Regions from separate parts of the Mus musculus genome. Here regions 2 and 3 are each linked to region 1. The links are chromatin contacts, called in public HiChIP or PLAC-seq and promoter capture Hi-C maps. All regions are on one chromosome and are shown on one strand. The core of a region is the stretch at or near the end of the contact, and the rest is flanking DNA. Distances in the headings are between cores, read along the strand shown.

Region 1 (4,864 bases), core at 1,774-4,273:
AGAAACCCTGACTAAGACCGGTACCATCTCAGTTAGCTGGGCACATCAGCCATTGATCCAGAAAATACCCTGAGGTCCTCTTCACAGATTACACTAGGTTGTGTCAAGTGGACAAAATGTAACCAAGACACACCCTACTTGGAAAAAGAGAAAACAGGAGGAAAAAAAAAAAGGAAAGGGGTAGTTTAAAGCTAAGATTAAGAGAGATTTCCCCCCTCAATAAGAAGGGTTACTGGGGCTGACGAGATGGCTCAGTGATTAAGAGTGCCAACTGCTCTTCCGAAGGTCCCAAGTTCAAATCCCAGCAACCACATGGTGGCTCACAGCCATCCATAACGAAATCTGATGCCCTCTTCTGGAGTGTCTGAGGACAGCTACAGTGTACTTACATATAATAAAAAAATAAATCTTTTTTAAAAAAAGAAGGGTTACAAAGGGGACTTCAACATCCCTCCAATAAAGAAATATTTAATTTTTGTATATTAAAGAAATATTGGCTTTTGGGTGTCAGCCATTTCAATACTACAAAGTAGAAATGTAAGGGCTCTTTGGAGAGTTTGTTGTATTGGATGGGGTTTTGCTGAGGCAAACACGTGAAGGAGTGTTTTCCTGAAGTGGACACATGTGAAAAGATGCTCTGCTAAAGCAAGCACATGAAAGGACATGTGATGAAGGATTCTTTGCTAACCACACGCATGTATTGGTCCACCTTACATTGTGCAGTTGAGCTGCATTTGTCAGAACTCCATAGAGATAAATGCACCAAAAAACTCCTGGTGATGTGCTGCAGCTTCTTGCCACTTCTGCAGACTTGGGCTGATTGGCAGAGTGATGTTAGCTGAGACAGACATACATGCTGAAGTATGGCATGTGTTTAGGCAAGGCACAAAGAGAACTCATGATGTTTGGAGAGGGTATAAAAGGGACTCAGTGCACAGTGACTGAGGCTGAGCTAGGCTTGCTTATAGAGCTAGCTGTGCATCACGTGTTGGTCTTTTGACTTCTTTGATGATCTTCACTTCGCTGAGAAAAGCACAGCCAAGAACTCTTCCTGGCGTTCCTGCTGGTTGGTCCTTTCTGCTGCCGAGGCTGAGGCCTGGCTGTCTCTGCTAAATAGTACCACCACTGCTGACTCATGTTTGCTATCCCAACTCTATCAAACTGGACTGTTGGTATATCTGTGAAGTGTTTACAAGTGAATCGAGCTGCTGTTGATGACCTGTGAACTGAACTGCAGATTTCCAGACAATGCAGATGGAAGGTTCTCCAAAGAACCTTTCTAAACAGGTCCACTTCTCCTGTATCCTTTCTTTTCCACTACCTCTGGAGGGTGGTGGGCTAGAAGGAAGGCTAAAGCATTTAAGAACCATCATTAAAAATAGGTTTTGAAAAAATTAAAGTTAAACACCACATGATTTAGTCTGAGCTAGCATATGTGATGGTGTGAGACAGTGGTCCTCACCCTTCCTAATGCCATGACCTTTAATAGTTCATCATGATGTGGTGATCCCCCCAACCATAAAATTATTTTCTTGGCTACTGTATAAACTATAATTTTGCTACTACTGTGAATCATAATGTAAATATGTGTTTTCTGATGATCTGATGACACACAGGTCAAGAACCACTGAATTGGACTGTCATTGTCCATTTCAGTATAAAGTGCATTTAGAGTTCACCAGTTACAGATAAGCAGTAGGTGCTGGGCATGTTTCTTCCAAGCGCTGGCTGGTACCGGCCCATAATGAGACTTGGAGTTACCCATGGTTTACTATGTAACTTAAATCATGATAAGGAAAAGAGGAAGCCTCAAATCCCGAGTTATTCCTTAGATAAGGCTTTGTACCCTAAGCCAGGGAGATGGGAAATTTGAGAAAATAGCAGAACTGGCCTGTGAGAAACAAAGAACAGAAATTTCTCCCCCAGGGGGACTTAAAAAAAAAAATCTTGTGCCAAAATTCACAGCCGTTTTTGCCTTTTCTCTAAGGTTCCGTGTCTCTCTGAAGAACTGAATATTTAAAACGCCTTCATTTTTCTCCAGTCGCTTGGAATTTGTTATTATCTTATTTCCAGCTGTGAAGTTGAGCACAGAGGACCAGATACTGGACTGAATTATAAGTTAAGAGTTGTAAAATCACAGTACAGATAGCGTCTTAATAACTCTACCAGAAAGAGCTGATGAGGAGCCAGTGTGTTCTGGCCTCTAACAATGACCAGACTTTGTGCAACTTTAACTAGCCCAGATTTTTACAATGTAGACCAGGCTGGCCTAGAACTCACAGAGATCTGTCTTTCGCTGCCAGCAGAATGAGTGCTGGGATTAAGGGGACTTGTACCAACCACCAAGCCCCACTTGACAGACCACTATCAAAAATTTTGGCTTCCGGGCTGGTGAGATGGCTCAGTGGGTAAGAGCACCCGACTGCTCTTCCAGAGTTCAAATCCCAGCAACCACATGGTGGCTCACAACCATCCATGACGGGATCTGACTCCCTCTTCTGGTGTGTCTGAAGACAGCTACAGTGTACTTACATAAAATAATAAATAAATCTTTAAAAAAAATAAAATAAAATAAAAGGAGCCAGGCAGTGGTGGCGCTCACGCCTTAAAAAAAAAAAAATTTTTTTTTGGCTTCCCTGAATAAAAATCCAGGTCCACGGAATACATCATACCCAAGGTCCTATAACAATTCTAGGTCTGAAGCAAGAAATCACTACACTGGACGTTGAGTTGGTAAATGCACTGTGGACACCAACGACCCAAGACCAATAGGAACTAAGCTTTTGAGATCACCGAAGACTAAAGTACCCAGCAAGAAGCAGGCAGGTCTGGCTTTTATGCAAATCTCTCCCGAGCTGAGCGAAGTCGGGCCCTAGCCAATCAGGGCCTCCAGACAAGCCATCCAATCAGGAGCGCCAGGGAGCGGTGGGAGGCGGGCTCCATCGCAATCCCGCTGTGCATTCCGCTGGGAAGCGGAGAAGGCGCAGCGGGTTCGGCCCCCTTCGCTGTGGCCACTGCGGCCCGTAGCTAAGGGGAGCGCGGCCGAGCTCGAAGCCGCGCCATGGTGAGCGCAGGGCCGAAGTCCCCAGAAGGGGAAGAGCGGCCGGCTGAGCCGCGGGAGCCGGGGTGGTGGGTCCTCCTTGGGACTGGGGGAGGGGTGGGTCCAGCGTCTGGGAAAGTTCGGCTTGGTGCGAAGATTAGAGTTTAAAAGGCGAAGCCGCGAGCTCCCCCCGGACGGATTGCGGCTGGCCAGAGGGAGCCAGGCTGGCCCGGAGAGACGAGGGCAGCACGCTGCAGAGCCCAGAGCACCCGCGTGGGCGGGGTCGCTCGGTGCTGAGCTGGTCTGCCCACAGCTCCTTCGACGGCGCAGGTTTCTCCTAGTGCGGGTTGTGACAGCTTAACGTCGCACTCACTTGTAACCCTGCGTGCGGGCTTCACAGTAAACCCGCAGCTGTTGGAGGAGAGGGGACAGCCTGGGCTGCCCCAGGACAAGGGAGAGAAACGTGGAGCGGGACTAGCGAGTAGACGAAGTGGAGGACCCCTGCCGTGCGCTGCAGCTCTCTCCTTCCCCCTCCCTCTCTCCTACTTAAATCAGCCTTATTTATTGGTGTGTGTCCCCGGTGTGTGTGTAGAGTGAGGAAGGTGTAAGGTCACAGGACAACTTTATGGAATGAGTGCTGTCCTTCCGCGATTAACGGATAGAACTCAGGTTGTCACAGAGCCTAGTATAGTTTATTTTTTCTTTTCTTAAAAAATATTTACTCCTTCCCACCCACAGTCTGGAAGTTAGATGCAACAGCTTTGCATAGCATGCTGGGTAAGTGCTCTATTACTCCTTAGGCCTATCTGCAGCTTTATCCTATCTTAATGATAATTGCTTTTAAGTCAGTTTTGAAGTTGTGAATCATGAATCTCTGCTTTGCTCTTTCCCAGGGCTGTACCCGTATTCTAACATCCTTGCAATTCCATGACTTTCCGCAGCAGTTTTCAGTCTGACCAGGTGTTCACTGGTGTTCCTTAGGTGGTGTGACCCTGAGTGTTTCAAGGCGCTTACCATCAAGTGAACAAGGTTTTCCTTTTAGAACTTAGATTCTTGCTGAGCTGGTTGGGAGTCACCTTTCATCCCAGTATTCTGGAGACAGAAGCAGGTGGATCTCTGTAAGTTCTAGGTCAGCCAGGTCTATGTCGTGAGTTCAGGCAAGTCAGGATTACATAGTGAGAACCTATCTCAAAAGGAAGAAAGAAAAAAACAAAATACTTAGGTTCTTGGTTCCTCCGAATCTCTCTGTGGGTGGCATCTTTTGCTGCCAAGCCCAGAGACCTGGGGTTAATCCTTATAAGCCACTTGGTAGAAGGAGAGAATCGAGAACCACAGAATTTCTTTGAACTCCTGTCCCTTCACCTCATACATGCATCATGGCAATGCATAGCCACACATGCACACAGAAAGGAATGGTTTAAAAAAAAAACTGATTTTTTTTAAAGCAAGCTTTGCAGTTTTAAAACTACAACTTTCTTTTTTTGTAGTATTTTTTATTTTATTTTTTTATTTACATTTCAAATACTATCCCCTTTCCTAGTTTCCCCTCTGAAAATCCCCTATCTGCTCCCCTCTCCCCCTGCTCCCCAATGCACTCCCATTCCTGGCCTAGGCATTCCCCTATACTGGGGTGTAGAGCCTTCAAAGGACCAAGGGTCTCTCCTCCCATTGATGAAAGACTAGGCCATCCTCTGCTATATATATAGCTAGAGCCACAAGTTCCACCATGTGTTTTCTTTGATTGGTGGTATAGTTCCAAGGAGCTCTGGGGGTACTGGTTAGTTCATATTGATATTTCTCCTATGGGGCTTCAGACCCCTTCAG
Region 2 (4,864 bases), core at 1,201-3,700, 1.7 Mb after region 1:
GCTTCCCAATCCAATGTGACCATACCATGCTCACACACTGTCCATGGCTCCCTGCTGCCCTCAACCCAGCACTTCATGCCCACATGCCTCTGCTGTGCCCGGATGGGCTCACCTGACAACACAGCCCACTAAGCATCATGGGGGGAGGGTCCTCCTCTGCCTGCCCTACCCCAGGGCTTTGAGGCCACTTCCTGAAGCCCTCCCAGCTCCAGACAGCTGCTAGTCCACTTAGGTTCAGAGAGGGAGACCAACCACACGAGGCCCCACACCATAGGTCCTGAGGATCCTAGAGAGCCCGCCCCAGTCCCCTTCACTCTCCCCAAAGACCCAGCCAGACCCAGCAACTCATTCCAGACACAAGAATGAGGCCAAAGTCTGGTGGCCCAGTTACAGGTGGAGGAGGGGAGCAAGGCAGGTCCCCAACAAGTCCAAACTCTAACATGGGGGTGGCCCCCACCTGACCTGTCAGTAGCATCTGCCTCTGGGAAGGAACTCATCTCCACATCCAGCCCCCACAGCTCTACCTGCTTAAGTCCACTGGGCCAGGACCCTTCCCATAACTCTACAACTTCTCTGGGGCTCCAGGCACCTGGGAAACGGGGCTGCCTGCCCTGTTCTGAGGCCCTGCACGATCCTGGGGAATGCAAAGTCTGCTGCATGCATGGATAGAAAGTGCTCTACAACCCCTGGCCTGGACAGCCAACCTCTTTTTCGAGGGGCTTTCTGTCCCCTAAGGCAGCCAGTAAGCAAGACCACGCCCTGCATGGCCCTGTAGAGGGGTCCCCACCAGACGGCATCTCCCACGGGTACTTCACTCTTAAGAGTCGTCCCGAAGTTTAAGGTCTCATCCCGGAGCCCCAAAGCTGAACCAACCCGGGAGTGGGGGTGCGGTCAATTCCGGTGGCCTTGCTGGCCCTCCAGCGGCGGCTTCCGGTGACCCAGAACCTAAGGGGTACCCCTCTGATGGACAGGCACAGACCCTCGTGCATGCAGTCCCCCGATTCCCGTGAAGGCAGCCATTCCGAGACACCCACCCGGGAGTCTCTCCAGCTACCCATGCAAGGGCGACTTTGGAAGTGATATTTGACCCAAGGGCGCGCCGGATCGATCCGCGCGGCCGCAGACAATGGCCCCTGGACGCCGCCAGCCCCGCGGTGCGACTTGCACCTCTGATTCCCGCGAGGCACCACGCGTGACGGGCCCCCACGAGAAAGGGGGCACTGGGGGCTGGAAAGAGGGTCCTCACTCCTGACAGCACTCCCGAGCCCTCCCTGTCTAGCAGAACCAGCTCTCTCCAGAGCAGGAGGACAAGAGCAAAGACCACCTGCGCGGGGGAGGAGAGGGGGAGCACCTGCACGCATGTATCACCAACTCCACTAGGGCCGAACCCGTGGTCTGGGGCAGGAATGCGGGTGTGGGGAAGGTCAGCGCCAGGCCCAAGGTGACCGAGCAGGTCCGGGCCAGCTCGGTGGCCGCGCGTGGGGCTCACCGGCAGGTGTAGCTGAGATTGCGGCGGATGCTGCGCTTGAAGAAACTCTTGCAGCCCTCGCAGGTGAACACGCCGTAATGCTTTCCACTGGACTTGTCCCCGCACACCACGCAGTCCACCTGCAACCCCGGACGCTCCTCGTCGCCCGGCTCCGCGTCGCTGGTCGCCCCGGGAGGTGACGCCGAATCGTCCTCGGTCGCGCGTGGGTAGCTCCCACCAGCCTTGTCCACGCCGTTCGTGTCGCCTCCGGGGTCGCCCCAGCCACCGGTCACCATGGCCATAGCCCCGGAGACAGCGGGGCCGGTACGCCCCGGGACGAGTCCGTCCCCTCTGGGCACGCCTGGCGACCCGAGAGGGACCCGGCTACCCCGGGCGCATGCAGCCCGCGCTCTCGGGGGGCTCCGGTCGCACACCCCCCTGAAAAAAGTTTTGCGGCAACTTCCTGCGGCCGGTCCGCGCGCCAGGCAGGAACTGGTCGGGCCGGTTCCAGGCCAACTTTCCCACGCGTGCCCGCGGTCGACGGGGGCGCGCTAGAGGCGCGAGTCTGGGGCGCCCAGGTCCCGTGGTCCGGAGTCCTGGGGACCCGGTAGCGTCGCGGGGGCCATGGCCCGGCCCCGCCGCCCAGGCCAACTTAGTGGCTCACCATCCGAGCGCGCGCGGGCGCCCCCGAGCCCGGGGGGAAACTTTGGCCGCAAGTTACGCGGCGAGGGGGGAGGGGCGGCGGGAGCGCGCGTCGGAGACCCGGAGTCCCGCACGCCGCGCGCGCCCGGCCGTAATCGCAGAGGTCCAGGCGATAGAGCTGAGTGGAGAGTGCGACCCGCGGCCTTCCCTGGATCGTCTCCCCGCCGAGCGCTCGCGCGGCCGGCCTCGGCCTGCGCCTGGGCCCGAGCCTCGGCCTCGCCCTGGCGCTCGCCGCCGGCCCCGCGCTGCGGCCGGCCTGACACCCGCGTTCCATCGGCGCCGGCGGGGGCGGGGCGGGGGCGCGCGGCGCGGCCGGGGGCGGGCGCTCGTTGCCCCGGCGACGGCCGCCCTTATAAGGGCATGGGGTAGCCGCGCGCCGCCCGGAGCCGTGGGCCGGCGAGAGGGCGGGGCGGGGCGCGCAGCTGACCCTCCCCCACGCGGCCGCGCAGCCTTAACCCCTGCGAGTCCTGTCGGGGCATCGGGGAGCTCCGCGCGGCTCCCGGCAGCCGCGCCCCCCGGGGACATCTGCAGGGGGCACGCCCCCGCCGCTCAGGCGCGCGCCCCGCTTTGCTCTGCGCGGCTGCCAGCTGGAGCGGCCCCCTCCTCCCCAAAGTCTCCGCGGCCCGCCCCCGCCTCCGCCTCCGCCTCGCGCTCCGCTCCGGTGAACACCTGGTGTCCGGAGTCTGGGGGTGGGCGTCCGCGCTGTTAGGTCAAGGGGTCCCCCTCTCTCCTTTCAGGCTTCAAGGGTGGGAGAGGCTGGGCGTCAGTCGCCTCTCCGGCCGGAAGGCGTGCCAGTCCCGGGCTGTTGTCCGGGTCTCTCTTCATTTCCTTTCCTTTTTTTTTTTTTCTTCTTCTTCACAGAAAGGGTTTGGCCTGGTGACCGGCTGGGCCACAGATGTCTAGCCCCCCTCCCGTCCAGCCCCCCACGCCTAGAGCCTCCCAGCTGCCGCCACGCCCCTGCCCCCTCCAATTCTACTGGAGCAAGCATTTATTAAGCACCCTTTGTATGCAGGACCCCCCAGGGCACGGATTTATTAAGCTCCCTTCACATTTGAGGCCTAGATGGGATTGAGGCCTGACTCTAGGTCTGTTAACGTTTAACAGAGGGAAAAGTCCCTCTTGGGGTGACCTTTCACCCCTGAGTCAGAGTTCTGACGGCCAGGCCTGTTCTGCCTCCTATGCAGGCCTGGGTCCAGTATAGACACACCAGAGAACGCGGCCAACCTGGACAAGGTGCCCTCCCTTCTGTGCCTTGTGAAAATCATCCCACAAGATGAGCCCTCACATAAGGGGACTTAAAGGAACTGAGGTTCAGGTTTCCGCTAGCCATGTACACCCAGCCCTGTGCTGTTGGGTACCTAGAAGAATCCACCTGGATACCTTGTGAAAATACAAATACAGAAATCAGGAAGAACTAGAATCAGACTGGAGCAAGGACTTCCCAGGAATCTGATTAGAATCGACCCTGCTTTAGTGGTGACAAATCCTGGGTGACCCAGAAGATAAATCAGTTTAGGAGTCATAGTTGGTTGTTTGGGATGAGAACAGTCCTAGATTGGACTATTCTCGAGTCCTTGGTGCCAGTATCTCAGGAGAGGGTTGAAAGGGTTAAGGGCCAGAGGGCCAGAGAGAGGGCTTAGGAGGAAGAAAGGCTCTGGAAGAGGGGGCTGAGTCACAGAAGTTCAAATAAACAAGGATTTTGGGAGACTAGTCTCAGTGAGGGGCCCAAAGGGAAGAGATAGTTTCAGAGGGGTATAGCCCTGTCCCAGTGGCGCTGCCACTCTTGGCCCCCTAACCTTTGGGACCCAACCGCCTCACCCCGCCCCCATAACCCCTGCCCGTGGCCCCGAGGTGACATTTGACCTTGTGGTTGTGGAGGACCTAGGGACAAAGACACTGGGCCCATCTGCTGCTGGGACGCCCGTGGGAACTGCCAGATACTGTCGGGGCTGCCTGGGAATCAGCCCTGCACGGCTCCCACCCCCAGCAGGTGACCTTGGCTGACCAAAAAAACCGATCTGCTGGCTAAAGGTTAAAATGGCTTGGGCCGGCTAGAAGGGCAAAGGTGCTTGCCTGAATTCGATTCTGGGCACTGCATGATAGGGACCCTGGAGACTTGTAGGGCGTGAAAGAAGGAAGCAATCCTCTTCCACCCCCCAGGCCCCACACACCAGCAAGGTAATCTGCCTCTCTGTCCTAATCCCTCAAAGCCCCCAGAGTATGGGACAAACATAGGTCTTCAGCCCCAGGATCTGGCTCTTGCTGCCTGAGGCACTGAGGCAGCCCTCCACACACCCACTCCCCAGGAAGGACAGCTGTTCAGAACACCTGCACAGGTGTGGCCTGCAGGCTAGTCCTGCTCTACGGTTTCAGCCAGGAGGGGACAACTGAACCGCAGCCCAACCCCTACTCAAGCAAGGGGTGTGGCCATACACTACTTGGTCAGCTGCTGCTAGTACACACAGTCACACAGACACACACACACACACACACACACACACACACACACGCACACTGTGCTCTCTCACATGCTCTCTCTCTCCCCTCAGGAACCCTCTTGAGTGTTGCTCCAGTTGTCCCCACTCAGAGCTCTCTACCATAGCAGTACATTAAGTTTTATTCTTACCATTTTCAATCATGTGTATCTGTGTGTGGGCGTCCTAGGCGGCCAGAAGCATCAGATCCCCTAGAGCT
Region 3 (4,864 bases), core at 1,365-3,864, 1.6 Mb after region 1:
CCACAAATGAATTTTTTAAAAGGTTTATTTTATGCATATGAATGAGTCCACTGTACCTGTCTTCAGATGCACCAGTAGAGGCATCAGATCCTATTAGAGATGGTTGTGAACCACCATGTGGTTGCTGGGAATTGAACTCAGGTTCTCTGGAAGAACAGTCAGTGCTCTTAACCGCTGAGCCATCTCTTCAGTCCCCAAATAGTTGTATTTTCAAATCTTTTGTTTTTATTACTTTATTTCATGTAAGTCTGAATGGTGTTTGTATGAGTACAGGTGCTTCTGTGCCACTGTGTGTACCATGGTGCCTGTGTAAAGGTCAGGGACAACCTCAGCGAAGGTTCTCACCTTCTACCTTTCTTAGCCATGGCTCTGTTTGCCCTGCTAGCTCTGCCTCCTACTCCTAGAGACTGTGCTGCTTTAGCCTCCCATCTCCCTGTGGGAAGTGCTGGATTACAGACAGACACTACTGCATCCAGTCTTTATGTGGCTTCTGGGGACCTAAACTCAGGTTGTTGGGATTGTTCAGAGAGCAAATAAATCTCACTTCACAGCCCTGGCTGTGCCAGACAGCTCATAGGTTAAGAGTGTCTGCTGCTCTTACAGAGGACTTGAGTTCAGTCTCCAGCACCCAGGTGAGGTGGCTCACAACCACCTGTAACTCCAGCTCCAGGGGATCCCAACCTCTTCTGGACACACCTGCAAGTCAAAAGCAGGGCTGGGAGCTGGGGGCTTCTCCCTGCTCTGGGGGCAAATCATGGGCCTATGGGAGAACATGGGGCCCTGTAGTTCTACAAAGTGCAGGTGCATCTGTTGTCCCTCATGGTGCCCCAAAGCCTGCCCACCACTCACAGAGGCTTCAGTAACATGGCCTTGTCCTGTCCTGTGCCCACTGTGCATCCCTACTCTCTACCCCCTGCCTTTCAGGGCTGGGAGTCTCAGGTGTAGGAGGCTCCTACCATAGGCCTCTTCTCTTAGCATTTCAGCATTTTACATTTTATGTAGTTTGTAGTGCTCGTGTGCCATGATGTGCACATGGAGGGCAGAGGACAAAATGCGTAGTCAATTGTCTTAGTCAGGGTTTCTATTCCTGCACAAACATCATGACCAAGAAGCAAGTTGGGGAGGAAAGGGTTTATTCAGCTTACTCTTCCACATTGCTGTTCATCACCAAAGGAAGTCAGGACTGGAACTCAAGCAGGTCAGGAAGCAGGAACTGATGCAGAGGCCACGGAGGGATGTTCCTTACTGGCTTGCTTCCCCTGGCTTGCTCAGCCTGCTCTCTTATAGAACCCAAGACTACCATCCCAGAGATGGCACCACCCACAAGGGGACCTCCTCCCTTGACCCTAATTGAGAAAATGCCTTACAGCTGGATCTCATGGAGGCATTTCCCTAACTGAAGCTCCTTTCTCTGTGATAACTCCAGCCTGTGTCAAGTTGACACAAAACTGGCCAGTACATCAGTTATCTACTTTCACCATATGAAACCCATGGATCAAAATAAGATCATGAGGCTTGGTGGCAAGAGCCTTTGTTTCACCCACTTGACCTTCACAGAGTGTCCTTTGCTGTATACAGTCACAATAGCCCGTGACCCTCATCCTTCAGACTCTTAAGCAAACACCCATGGGTGTAGTGAGTCAGGGCTAAAGGGGAGTGCGACAAGCAACCCTAGAGCTCCTGAGGCCTAGGAAAAGGTCTGTGCTGGGACTAAAGTCGTGCTACCATGTAGGGTCACGTTTTTCCTTTAAAAAAAGGAAGGCTAGGTGGTGGTGGCACATGCCTTTGAACCCAGCACTTGGCAGGCAGATTTCTGTGAATTCAAGGCCAGACTGGTCTACAGAGCTCCGGATCAGCTACACACATACACACACACACACACACACACACACACACACACACACACACAAAACAAAAAACAAAAAACACCACTGTCTCCAAGGGGAAAAAGAGAGAATGTCCACCAAAGTCCACGCACAACCCCAATTCTGAACTGCATCTGGGACCCCAGCTCCCCAGCACGCACCGAAGCGGCTCAGAGCCTGGGCTTCTGGTCTGGGAGAGATTCGGGCATTGGCTCATAAGATCCCAGTTCTCCAGCTCCGCTGCCTGTGAGCCCAGGATCTGGTCTTTGGCCAACCCACAGGAGCCCCTAAATTCCGCCCTTCTGAGATCCCAACTCACCCTGCGTCCCGTTCTGAGGAATCCGCCATTCTCCCGCCTTCCACTCAAAGGCAAGCGTCTCAGGGTCCCGCCCGCTAGGAGGCAGGGAGTAGTGCTGGAAGCCGGAGGGTGCTCTCTTCACGCGAGCCGCGGGGCGGGCTCCAAGCTTGCTACAGTTCGTTCAGCCTGGCCAAGAGCGCCGAAAAAGGGCGTGGCTCCAAGGTGTCCCTCAGACGTGTGGGCTTCCGGCACCAACCTGAGCGGGCTAAAATACTGCTGGGGAGGGGCGTGACTATCATAGCGCCCGCCCCTCTCAGCTGTGGAACACTTAGCATCTGGAATGCACCAACCGCAGAGGGCGTTCGCTGCGCGCCTTTAGATGGGGCGGGACCTCGAGTCGCCCCGCCTCTCCGACGAGTTGGCGCCCGCCCACTCAGCGCCTCCGGAACCCGGAAGTGAAATCGCACGGTGCAGCGGCGGGCGAGGCTGGTCGCTTCGGGGCGGGGCGGCCGGGAGCAGCGGGCAGGCTGGCCGGGGACCGGTGGCGCGCAGCGGCCCGAGGTCCAGGTAAGTTCTCGCGGCGGCCGTGAGTGGAGACCCGAGCCGGGGTTGTGCACCGGGTTGCTCCTGAAGTCGTGGGACGTGAGGGCAGGATGCGGCCTGGGGGACGCGTGGACGCTGAGGGGGTTGAGACTGGCGGGCTTACCGCGTCTTTCAGCGGCGGCTGAGGAGAGGACGTGGCTAAGGTGGCATCTGGGGGGATCTCAGGAAACGGGGGAGGCCAGGAAGGCGGAGCCGAGGGGCCGTGCTAGGGAAAGGGACTTCTGCACTCGCGGTCTGAGCCCTAGGGTGTCAGAGAGGCGCCGGGCTCTCAGAGAATGGGAAACGGTCTGTGGCAACCCACTGTTGGGGCTGGAACGTCTAAAAGAGTGGGCCTGGAAAGACACGCAAAAACAGTTCCTCAGAGGGCCGGAGGAGTGGAGAGGAGGAGGAAAGGGAGATGACGGGGTGCAGCCTCTGGAGACTCGCCCCCGCCTTCCCCTCTTGATTCATCTTCTTCCTGACTTCACTCCCGGACAGCTGGGTGATCCGCCAGGGCGAGTCCCAGCGCCCTCTGGGTTCTCTCTCTGCTTTGATAGGCACATCACTTTCTGCTCAAGAAAAGAGTAGCTGGACTCTAGAGGAGGTTGCGGGGTGGGGGTGGGGTTCTGACACCCGAACTGCGTTTCAGAAGAAAGGGAGCCGGTAGGGTGGAAGCCACTCTCTCAAGAGAGTCACATCCTTGGACTTAAACGTTTTTTTGTTTTTTGTTTTTTGTTTTTAAATGACTTACAGGAAATGTATACCTCAGCGGTGGCAGAGATCTCAGCCCCGTGGAGTCACAGCTGCCAACAAACCCTCCCTTCTTTTTCTAGGGACCCTAACTCCCAAGGCTTTATAGGGGAGTCCTTTTGTGCCTCTTTGGCTCATTTTCCAGCACTTTAAGACATCCACCTAGCAGCCCCTCAGGTTGTATCTCCTTACCTTGTTGGGTATTGTCTAGTCTTTGAGACTTCAGTATCTTAAGGTGTCAAGGAATGGCTGGAGGTGGCATGAGCAACTATAAAGTTATTGTCACCGGCCTCTCTGCTCCTACAAGGCCTTGGAGCTGCCTGGTTTTGATTGGCATCACTTTCTCCCCCCCCCCCCTTACCAGTATTCCCTGTCTGCTGTGTGCTTGCTGAAAGGAGGCCAGGTTTAGAGCTCCATTTGGTACAGGAATCTGGATATAAAGGAAGCCTTAGAGACATGACTGCCCCATTCACTTCAAGAATGTTCTGGAAGAAATCTTTCAACTTAGCTTGCCCAAGGGCACACGGTGCAAGTCATGCCCCTTGGAATATCGAAGACTTTTTGGTCCTGAGACCCCAGGAAGGACATGAACTTTCCTATGCATGACACACTTTTTCTCCTGCTTACTTGGAGCTGTGACTCAGTGGAGGTCTCCTGGAAGAAGCAAGCGCCTTGTTTGGGGTCTGGCCTGGGGCAAGACTCTGCCTATTTCTCCTTTGGATTGGCCTGTGTCAGCCTTTTTCCAGAGCTAACCCCACTTATTAACTTTCATGTTTCTGGTACACACCCTTTGGTTTTATGCAGCTCCAACTTTCTGTCTCTTGCCCTGCAAATGCTGGGGACGGAACTTAGAACCTTGTGCTTGCTTACTGGGTAAGTGTTCCACCATAGAGCCACACCTCCAGTCAGGTGTCCAGGATGCTACCTGCATGAAGCACAATGCTCTGGCTTTGACCTCCTACTTGGGTAAAACCCTCTCTCAAGTCTAGCTAGTACCTTGTGGGTCAGGTGGGGACTCAGGACTCCTGGGCTTGACTCCCTTCCTGACAAGAGACCATGAACTTGTGGCTTCCCTTTCCTTATCTCTCTGGTAACATGTGGTGAATGGGTCCAAAATTAACCAAGCAAGAGCTGGTTGTGCCAAGTGGTTGGCTGCCTCCTGAGAGCAGAGCTGAGATCTCCTTGTGCCTCAGAGGAACAGCTATTGTCCCTTTACATGGAAAGAATGGCATTCCCATTAGGCAGACCTTCACAATGACAGGTGACATGAGTTATCACAGGGGCAGAATTGGGAAGACTGAGAGCAAGACTTGGGATGTGGGGGGGTCCACTATGTTTCCTGGGAAGAGTGTCTGGTCTGCAGTCAATC

The links. Promoter capture Hi-C pulls out the DNA fragments that hold promoters and counts their contacts. HiChIP or PLAC-seq counts read pairs in DNA pulled down with a chosen protein or histone mark.
Region 2: an HNF4G HiChIP or PLAC-seq map of pancreatic cancer cells shows a contact between it and region 1. The contact joins the promoter of Nr2f6 here to the promoter of Zfp964 in region 1. A contact is called at or near these places in 3 of 39 promoter capture datasets (hippocampal neurons, liver and pre-B cells) and 1 of 115 datasets of contacts at active chromatin or transcription factors (pancreatic cancer cells).
Region 3: a contact with region 1 is called in a promoter capture Hi-C map of pre-B cells, with 2.5 times the contacts expected there. The contact joins the promoter of Myo9b here to the promoter of Zfp964 in region 1. A contact is called at or near these places in 2 of 39 promoter capture datasets (hippocampal neurons and pre-B cells).

The regions. Positions count from the first base shown.
Region 1 is chr8:69,651,533-69,656,396 of GRCm38.p6, forward strand. Zfp964 (zinc finger protein 964) reads left to right here and starts at 3,024. Exons shown (of 4, transcript NM_001177527.1): 1 at 3,024-3,064. The coding sequence starts at 3,062.
Region 2 is chr8:71,379,502-71,384,365 of GRCm38.p6, forward strand. It overlaps Nr2f6 (nuclear receptor subfamily 2, group F, member 6), which reads right to left and starts at 2,451. Exons shown (of 4, transcript NM_010150.2): 1 at 1,490-2,451. The coding sequence starts at 1,770. Ushbp1 (USH1 protein network component harmonin binding protein 1) reads right to left here. Exons shown (of 13, transcript NM_181418.3): 13 at 4,773-4,864.
Region 3 is chr8:71,270,100-71,274,963 of GRCm38.p6, forward strand. Myo9b (myosin IXb) reads left to right here and starts at 2,615. Exons shown (of 40, transcript NM_001142322.1): 1 at 2,615-2,730. Haus8 (4HAUS augmin-like complex, subunit 8) reads right to left here and starts at 2,491. Exons shown (of 11, transcript NM_001163042.1): 1 at 2,185-2,491. The coding sequence starts at 2,213.